2 separate regions of the Drosophila melanogaster genome follow, and region 1 is linked to region 2. Evidence: chromatin contacts called from public Hi-C data. All regions are on one chromosome and are shown on one strand. The core of a region is the stretch at or near the end of the contact, and the rest is flanking DNA. Distances in the headings are between cores, read along the strand shown.

Region 1 (5,035 bases), core at 1,169-3,668, 56 kb before region 2:
GCGACGAGCGCTACCAGAAGGTCCAGGTGGAGCTCAAGCATGTCGTCGAGCAGGTGCATGAGGAGCAGGAGCGCATCGTTAAGCTGGAGACCATCAAGAAGTCCTTGGAAGTCGAAGTCAAGGTGGGTGTTTGGGTTTTGGGACATCTATCTAACTAATATTTCATAGGGATAAAACTTACTACCTATCTGGTACTATATGACTCAACGAACCTTGCAATCTCTCCCGCAGAACTTGTCCATCCGCTTGGAGGAGGTCGAGCTGAACGCCGTCGCCGGCAGCAAGCGCATCATCAGCAAGCTGGAAGCCCGCATCCGCGATCTGGAGCTGGAGCTGGAGGAGGAGAAGCGCCGCCACGCCGAGACCATCAAGATTCTGCGCAAGAAGGAGCGCACCGTCAAGGAGGTGCTGGTGCAGTGCGAGGAGGACCAGAAGAACCTCATCCTGCTGCAGGACGCGCTGGACAAGTCCACTGCCAAGATCAACATCTACCGCCGCCAGCTGTCCGAGCAGGAGGGTGTCTCCCAGCAGACCACCACCCGTGTGCGCCGCTTCCAGCGCGAGCTGGAGGCTGCCGAGGATCGCGCCGACACCGCCGAGTCCAGCCTGAACATCATCCGCGCCAAGCACCGCACATTCGTCACCACCTCGACGGTGCCCGGATCCCAGGTGTACATCCAGGAGACCACAAGGACGATCACCGAATAGAGCCCCACGCTCCGCACCGAGATCATTTCATTATCAAACGCTAACCGAAGAACCGAACACAACCAATCCCGAACCCATGAAGAAGACCATCTGGCGGAGGGCAGAGTTCAGAGTGCAGGACGAGAACGAGAATTGCGTGAGAAAGTTTTTATAATTTAAATTTTTTTGTCAAACCCCCAAAACGCCGCGGCAGCGATTAGAACCCAGTGGACTTCGGCGGGGGCTCGTATAGGCTACACACTATAAATACATAACACTACACATCCTATCTATATAATAATAATACTATTTTGAAGTTCATGTAATTTAATTAAAATAATGAACCTGAAAAACCTAAAAACAAAATAAAAACAAACCAACGAAAACTTGGCAGAGTTTTGCTAGCGCTAGAGATATGATATATACCATATACCATATACCACATACGATATATAATACTTGTACGTAGAGAGATGAGAGAGATCAACCGAGTTGGCTGAACAATAACGTTTAATGGAAATGGAGCCCATTTGAACGAAAAGCACTAAAACTTAATAACTTGAAATGGAAATGATAATCGTCACCGAAATATCCCACTAAGCACGCCACCGCAGCATCGAGTTAACCGAGTTACAACCGCTTCTACTATTTGTTTTTAGTTCACTTTATGTTTAGTAGGTAAATTTCTGTGTGCTCGTAACGAATTTGAATTTTACATTAAATCAGCATCAACAAAACTGAGCAATTTTCACATTTTTTACTTTGTATCTTGCAATAAAAACGAAATTCTATTCATAATAATAACAATAAGAAATTGTAAGTGAAATTCGGTTTTACTAATGGGGGGGTCTTCAAGATTTCAAGAAATGGTGTAGCTGCGAACCTTAGTGGACTTCAAGTAATGAAGTTTGGCATAGCCAACTCAAAGTTTTTGAAGTTTTTTTTTTAGCCATCTAAAGTTTCATGGCATTCAAAAATAGGCAGAAGTTGTCGGAGTAAACAAACATTCTCATTTGCAAATAAAGATTCGCTCAAGTTTGGTTTCCCAGCCCAATAAATGAATTTCCATTGATTTATATTGCTTTAAGCTATCACTATTTATTAACACTTTTGGAGCTATACAATCCAAGCTCTTAGATGGCCACAACACCCAGTTTGGCGTCGGTCTTCAGGTACGCATTCTCGCCGTAAGATCCGCCGTATTGGCTCTTCTTGAAGACTGAAAGGTAGAGAAGATACAAAAGAAGGTAAGTCTGGGTGGCAAAGCGGTGCTATGAAGTCAATCCAAAATCATAGGATAAACAATATTATCCAGTTAAGAACTCCATGTTGTAGCTTAGTTTAGGAACCCACCTGGATCGACCTCAGCCACGAAGGAGCGTGGTGGCAGAGCAGCAGCGTATAGCGGGTCCAGAGGGCCGTAGGGCTTGGCCAAAAGTGGGCGACCCTGCTCCCATCCATAACGGTTGAGGGAATTCCAGTCAGCACCGTCCAGCTTGGCGGCGGAGGCAGCTGCTCCGGCAGCGTTGGTCAGGGCAGAAGCCTGAGCCTCGGCGGTCTCAGCGGCCTTAACCACATCGCCGTAGCTGGCTCCGTATCCGGATCCGCCGTAGTTGGGGCGATTGGCCACAGCCAGGGCGACGCAGCAGGCCATCAGGCAGAGAAGACGTAGGGTGGCGGACATTTTTTTTTGGTGGTGGTGCGAGGAACGGACTGTTTCGAAAACTAATTAACCAGAGCGTGTGTCCAAATTGCTTTTATAGCAACACCATTTGAGCTGCTCCGCGATTTGTGAGCTCACCAGACGTGACCAAACCACCTCGATGACCAGTCACTTTCGGGGGGCCGCCACTGGCAGCATCTCCAGCCCCCTCCGTCCCCTCCGGCCCAGGGCGATAAGGCCACGGGATCGTCTCCAATTTCTATGCTCATTGAAATTGCGCGCCAAATTGCGGCACTGCCACAACCCCGGGAACCCCGAGAAGCTGCTCCATTGATAGCGACTTCCCCCTGCTCGGCACGCTCTGTTCGCTTCTGGTGTGTGCGGTATCGGGGCTTTGGCCGTACTCCACGGCGATCCGGCCCATGCACGCATCGGAAATCGGGCCAACTGGGGTTAAGCCACCGATCAATGAACACTAACCGGAACCAGCGACGTACGAAAGTCTTTGGACGTCGGGCAAACTCTAGTTTTAAAGCTGAACAATGTTTTTGAAAAGTTTGTGGATCGTAAACTCAGTTCTATGAATTTATTTAAAAATGGACAAAAATGTGCATAGCAACAAAGTGGATTATTACGTCAATATTCTAAGTTATGTTTCAAATAGATTGGCATTTAAGTTATGCCTTTTTATTAGAATTTCATTCTTATATTTATTTTAATGTAATATTACAATGTTGCTAAATACCAAATTTTAAGCTGTTTTACTGAAAAACGTCGTACGGTTAGTTAGTAATAATATTAAACTTTATTTATATTTCGGCTTAACACAAAACATAAATTCACTTTTACGAAAAATTAAAATTATTCAAACAGACAAAACCTCTACACACATGGTTTTAATTTCAACGACAAGTTTTCCCAAGAATTGTGCCGCACTCGATGCCAGAATTCTTGCCGTGATTCACCGCTCGACTCGAATGTCAAGCGATGGCCAGCAACATTGAAGCTCTTGGCCAAGAGTTTGGCCCCAAACAAGTCAGCAGATGCGATTGCTTACCAGCCAGAATACAGAAAATATGAAAATGAGCGCGGCAATCGGCAAACACGGCGAACTGTGGCGCTTTCTGGCCTCAAGATTATTGACTGACTGACACAATAAATAATTGACTGTTTATGGCTTGCTGAGTGATTTGCGAGCGAACCGGAGCAAGCAAATCCGGAGCACGTTTCCGCCGAGCCACTCAAAGACATTCCCGGTGGCGACTGCAATCAAATGAACAATGCTCCACCCGCTCTGAACAGCTGCTGCAGCTGCATTTGAGCTCGAAAGACCCGAAAATTTGTTTTCTCATAGATATACAAAAAAATACCTAAAAGCCCCGAAAAATATATATTCCAAATATGATTATGATTTTTTCTTGTTGTTTATTATGTACACGATCAGGCTGAGATCAAGTATCCGCCAGGTTGGCTGGGGATAATCAAGTATGCGCTTAGTAGCCGCTGCTGCGGGGTGCAGAGTACTGGCTAACGTACTGGTTGCCATACTGGTTCTCTGGGACGAAAAGCTTGGCCACTGGAGCAGCAGGGCGGATGGGCAGGATCACCTTGCTGTACTCCGGGGGCGAGACGTAAGCCTTGTAGTTGTTCTGGCCGGGGTACAGGAGGGTGGCACCGGCGGGCTGGACAGTCCAACGGGGTCCGTAGCCGGCACGACGGTAGTTGCCACCGTTGTAGCCACGTCGCTCACCGCCATATCCACCGCTGACCTGGATGGGACGCAGGATCTCGGGGGCATAGCTGCCGCGGTAACCGCCGGCGATGATCTCCACGGGGCGCTCATAACGCTGCTGACCCTCGGCTCCAGCAGCAGCTGCTGAGCTGGCGGCGGAGGCGGCGGAGCTATCCTGACCGTAAGATCGCTGTCCGTAGCTCTGCTGGCCACCGTAGTTGGCGTAGCAGCTGCCCACGATGCAGGCGCAGAAGATGACTGCCAGAGTCTGGAAAATCAGGAAAACTTTCAGTTAGCATAAGTCCGGAAAATGAAAGAGCGGCAGGGAATACGGAAGCGGTTCTCAGGGACACTTACAGCGAACTTGTTCATGGCTATGATGTATGGGTTTTGGCACAGTTGGCTGAATTAACATATTAAATGGCCAAGCACACTTCTTTATATAAGCAAATTTATTGTTGCACTCGAAACGTGATCTCGCCCAGAAATTTATCACGGCTCAAGAGCTGGCTTCGTCGTCTCTTCTCGGCCAGTTTGTTGGGGAACTTTCTGTGGATTTCTAGCTTTTCCTAGCCAGATATCGGGGCTCCACGTTGAGCTCGTTTCGGCTCGAGCAGGTTGCTCACCGCAGCGTATCGTATCGCCTCCATTCGCCGGTTGACCTTCGTTGGGGGTGGCAGATGCAGATGCTCCCAACTGAGGCCCAAAATCAATGGTTGCATTTGGGTGCGTGCGGGAACGCAAGCGGGTTAATGGGATAACGGGCCAACGACTGACCAATGGTTATTGGATATGGATTTTATAATATTATCTATACCTTCAAGTAAACAGAACAAACCAAATTTTAACGATAAAACATAACTTCAGAGTCTATGCCTTTATGCACATTGGCAAATATGTTATTGTAATATATATAGCCCTTTGTTTGATTATACAATTTAAGATGTTCGTCT
Region 2 (4,903 bases), core at 1,808-4,307:
TTGGACTGAGGTAGTTTGGCGATGTCCTGGTAGAATACCGTTCTCTCAAATCGATTACATAATATAATAATAAATAAATTATAACAACGTTTGCGTGTGTGTGTTTGTGTGTGGGTGCGTCTGATGAAGGTCCTTAGCCTCGTCGACGGGTTTCCAGGATATAAGCCAGGAAACTAAGCCAACGAAGTTGTGAACCGAGTTTAGGATTCGCATGTTTGCAACACTTCAAAGCAACATTTGCGCAATCCCGGCGAATGATGTGAAATGTCTACGCGCATGCGCACAACGCCTGCGCATGTGTGCGAGTTGGATGAGTTGTGGGGGGTCAGTCTTAAAAGCGGGAGATTCGATAGGGGTGGCTATGCTATATGATATGCATATGCAGACACCCTCTACCAGGGCCGCCAGGGCTGCTCCTCCTCCTTGATCTGCTTCTTGATCACCAGCGACAGGGGCTGCTGCTCCATTGGCACGCGCTGGATGACCGATGGCTTGATGTCCATGGGCTCGTAGCTAGAGTTGGCCGGACTGGGCGGGGCGTAGCTACAGCTGCTGCTGCTTCCGGGCGCCGACTCGTATCCGGCGGAGGAGTGCGAGCTGGCGGATCCGGTGCTGGCTGTACGCTGGGGCATGCTGACCAACATGGGTTGCTGTTGTGCTGCTGCTGCGGCCGCTGCTGCTGCTGCGACGGCGAGTTGCTGCTGCTGCTGTTGGTGCTGCAGCAACTGTTGCTGCTGCTGCTGGGGCAGGCTCTGGGGCAACACGAGGGCAATGCTACCGTTGGGCAGCTTGGTGGGGATCACCTGCATGCCATTGGGCAGAAAGTAACCGCTGGCCGTCTGCTGGATACCAAAGAGGTAGGGTGCCGCTGCTCCCTGCTGGCTATCCTGCTCCGGCGAGCTGGGCGGCGAGGGCAGCATCTGGGCGTGGATGGACTGCTGTTGCTGCTGGCGCTGCTGCTGGTGCAGCTCTGTCTTAACGCCATTGATGCAGTTGCTCAGGTGCTGTAGCAGGCGACGACGCTGGGCGGGCTCGATGCCGGGAAAGCGGCTAACCTCGTTCACACAGTCGGCGAATCCGGCCTTGAATTTGTTCACAATCTTGGGATCGGCGGCCTGCTGCATGGCTGCCTGCTGGCGCTGCAGCTCCTGCAGATGCTTTACTGTCTTCTCCAGAATGTCGGCCTTTTCCAATTTGGAGTGGCGAGCCGGCTAAAAGTAGAGAGAGAAAATAATTTGGAAATTAGTCAATGATTTAAACTTTTAAAAAATATTTGAGATAATTTCAAATATGTAGTTTTTTTTATTTTATTTGTGGCTTTAAACTTATATTTTTGTCAGATACTTACGTCTTTTTTGGTGGCATCCAGAATCAGAGTCTTGAGTTCATTGAGACAGTTGTTAATACGGGCACGTCGGCGTTTCTCCATGATGGGCTTGTTCGACTGCAAGAGGCAAGAAATGGAAAAAAAAAACATCGATTAGTCACGGCTTTTGCACGGCTAATTTGACCTCATGCAACGACCCAAAAATAGAGGAAGCTGCATGGGTCTTCAATTGGATTGGAGGAGATCAAGGAGGAGGCGGCGTAGGTTGGGGAGCGGATTGACTGGCTGGCGGCCAAATTTAGTCGCACGGCGCGTGCTCTATTTATAGCGCCACTCGGCCGAGGCATTTATTTAAAAATAGTTTGGCGGTTATAAATTACAGGCAGTGGCTATAAATAAACCAACCAGGTATGAGCAAAAATAAAGAGAATGTGACAAGGTCAGAGCGGGAAATTCGAAGATGCCATAACTAGGTACATTATTATCTAGGGAGCACAAGTTGCCAAATTTGGACTCGCATGAAGTCAGTTTTTTTTTTTCTGGCCAACTCATTGAACCGGTGCCGTTCGAATGGCCAAAAACGGCGGCTGATGACCGACAATTGCAGCCACCACGCGACGCACGCGCCAAGTGGCAGCCAAATCCGAATCCGAGTCCGAATCTGGGGAGCTGGTGGGCAGCTACGCCAGCCAATTTTGGGCGGCACTCATGAATGGATGGAGCGTGTGTGTAGTCGGAGTAGTATGCCATATGCCATATAGTAAATGCCACCAACGCGACGCGAGATAAATTCGCTTTGTGTTGGCGCGCCGACGGCAGTTGCGGCCTTTTTTTGGTCTGGCTCAGAGTGTTTTTCTTTTTTCGTATTTTTATTCCCAGCCAGCCATGTGGGAGATGGCTAAAAAGGAAATGCATTTGGGCAGCGGGATTGATGGGGCCAGTCGCCCACAGTCGCGAATGGAAATCAACTTGAGCTCGAAGTGGGTGGCTCTCAATTAGGGGAATTCTCGGTTTGGTTCGCTTCAGTTAATCCACAGATTTCGGGGAACTAGAGGTTCTGATTTAATCCATTGACGGGGTTTTTTGTTTTTGGCTTTGGATTTTTTTTTTCGAGTCTTATTTTTCTCGAAAGAAACTTACCCGACGGTCACTTTTGAGCGGCGTCTCCTTGAGCTGGGCCGGCACAACGGCGGTGCCCAGAACGTTGGTCATGTTGGCTGCTGTTACGCCGGTAACCATTTCGGTCAGATATTGTTTGTTGAGTTTGAGGCACAGTTTGGTTTTCACTTGGCAGCAAATCTGAATTTGCTGCTCTTTGCAATATAAGTTCACTGCTTTTTTGCTTTTTTTAGAATAACTCAAGTTGTCAGTTTTTTTTTTTTTCAAGTTCACTTGGTGGTTTCACTTTCGCGCAGCGTCGCAGAGAAGCACGTAAAATGGTATTGTGTCTGGGGGGGTTCTCTAGATTTCGATTCGGTTTATCAAAGCGGAGCGATAGAACCGCACGCTACGAAATACGGCAGGCGAATGAGCAGCAGGTTCTGGCTGCAGTGCGATTAAAAGACCGAAACGACTCGGCACGAAGCAGAAGATCGATCGTTCGGCTTTCGGATGGTTGCGCTATATATATGTATGTATATATATATATAAGTATTTGCTTTACTGCGTCTGGATGTTGCGGAGCGTAGCGGGACTACCTTATCGCTGGGCTCTCGGCGGAAGACTGACGATTGATCGACAGGTTCGTAGGCTAAATCGCCGCTGCGAGACGCGAGCGCGAGCCACACGACCGCACCAATACAATTGCACTGGCATTGCGGCTACCTAGGGGTATACATTATGCGCTACCTGCTCGCTTCAGTGTGTGTGTGTGTGTGTGCGTGCTCACGCTTGTGAGCGGTACCTAAAGTACACACCGCGTTACTCATACGCCCCCGTGGCTCGCGGGAATGGGCATTTCTTCCTTTTTGGAAATCACACTGCGAAACCCCCATTGGTGATCGTCGGTCGGTCGGTCGATCAGCGATCGGTTTGGCTTGACTCTGCTGGGCTCTGCTAACTGAGGGATTCACAAGAGGCTGTGTTTCTGGCTGTGCTGTTGGTGATGGTCGCGGTGGTGTTGGTGTTGTTGCTGCTTCTGCGGTGGTTTCTGGTGGCTCGCCGTTCGTGGTTTGCTGATTCATGCGGCCAACGCGACGACGTCCCATAGAAGGTGAAAATAGCTGGCTATATGACGCCACCCCAGTGCGACAGGTTCGGTTTTTTGTGCTGTGTACTGTGTATCTGCGGCTCGGGGGTCGCTAAACAGTAAACAAGATCACAAGGTTGTGCGCACGCTAGGCGGAAGTGGGTGGTTGGGTGGTTGGGTGGTTGGGCGATCGGGCAGTGGGTGGTGGCTATAGTTATCCCCCTAGCATTTTCCAGACCAGTCTGTACAACCGACTCATTCAGCATGCCGTACGCCTCAATTAAGTGAAGGTCGCCCTTTTGGCTTTTGATCGATAGCCGCCAACGGGCTAAATGAAATGGAAATCGCTGTGGACAAGGCTGCGTGGATCACACGTGCTCCGCCGGACGCTTAGATTCAGCTTGATGGCTTCTACGTGCAGCGTTGGATTTTCACGTTTTTCATATATTATTTGTTGTTTTGTTTTGGAGTAATGATTTATCGAAGGTTGACTATAATTACGCGACACGCGGAATAGTCGGGCATCAGAAAACTAACCATTCATTAGCAGAATGAGAAGAGGGGCATTGCAGTGAAAACTGGGAATATTACAGTGAAAATGAAGCTTAAATTATATTGTTTATTTGGTAGTAAAAAGCCAAAGTGCGTCACACACATTTCGTTACAACCGAAAGTGATATTTTAAATAACTGCTTAAGCCATCTATTATTTACAAAATATGGGTTAAGTTTTAAGAAATGGTAATAACCATGTAATTAGTTTAACCAGGCTGAGCTCAGTAAAGGTAGATGACACATATTTAGGTTACACGATCTATAAAAGGAAATTACGTTATCTTTGACGTTTGTTCTTGGGAAATATTTTTAAAGCCTGACTTGGACTCTGACCACTGATTAGTGAAGTTATACCAAAACCACGAATCGTCAACAAAGTTACATTGGAATGAGTCAGTCAGGCTTTAAACATTCAAGTTGGCTAAAAACGGGTGTTTACAATATTTTTTTTATAGCGAAACCACCTGGCAGTGTTTTTATAGAAACTAATAAAGTTGACTCTAATGAAGATGAGTAAAAAAACGTTTAGAAGTTAATTTGATTTTACTACACTTAATTTCTGCTTAATAATTAAATGAAATTGAACTTAATCAACAATCACGTCTTACAAATATGCATATCTATCGATTCGTGAAAATACTCAAAAAGTTTGGGGAATTTCTGACATTTTTGACGGTTGTCTAAAGTGTTGTGCGTTTTGTGGTCGCCAGAGAAGGTTGTTATGCCGAGAACACATGCCCCAACAATATGGATACATATATATATAGACGGTAGTGGCGGACGTCGACAACACCTTCGCGTTCCAATTACAATTTGGCAGCCGATCAAAAGGCG

What was found. Hi-C and Micro-C count contacts between places; a contact is called where the count stands out from the background.
Region 1: a contact with region 2 is called in a Hi-C map of the Kc167 cell line, with 1.7 times the contacts expected there. A contact is called at or near these places in 13 of 107 Hi-C or Micro-C datasets (the Kc167 cell line, the S2 cell line, cellular blastoderm embryo and 3 more) and 1 of 7 datasets of targeted methods (the Kc167 cell line).

Annotation. Positions count from the first base shown.
Region 1 is chr3L:8,729,327-8,734,361 of dm6, reverse strand. Cp16 (Chorion protein 16) reads right to left here and starts at 2,418. Exons shown (of 2, transcript NM_079257.3): 1 at 2,041-2,418; 2 at 1,763-1,906. The coding sequence starts at 2,371. The coding sequence ends at 1,821. It overlaps Prm (Paramyosin), which reads left to right. Exons shown (of 9, transcript NM_079258.3): 8 at 1-122; 9 at 232-1,504. The coding sequence ends at 708. Cp19 (Chorion protein 19) reads right to left here and starts at 4,497. Exons shown (of 2, transcript NM_079256.4): 1 at 4,440-4,497; 2 at 3,758-4,350. The coding sequence starts at 4,454. The coding sequence ends at 3,844.
Region 2 is chr3L:8,673,913-8,678,815 of dm6, reverse strand. hry (hairy) reads right to left here and starts at 3,057. Exons shown (of 3, transcript NM_001014577.2): 1 at 2,468-3,057; 2 at 1,349-1,444; 3 at 1-1,211. The coding sequence starts at 2,566. The coding sequence ends at 393.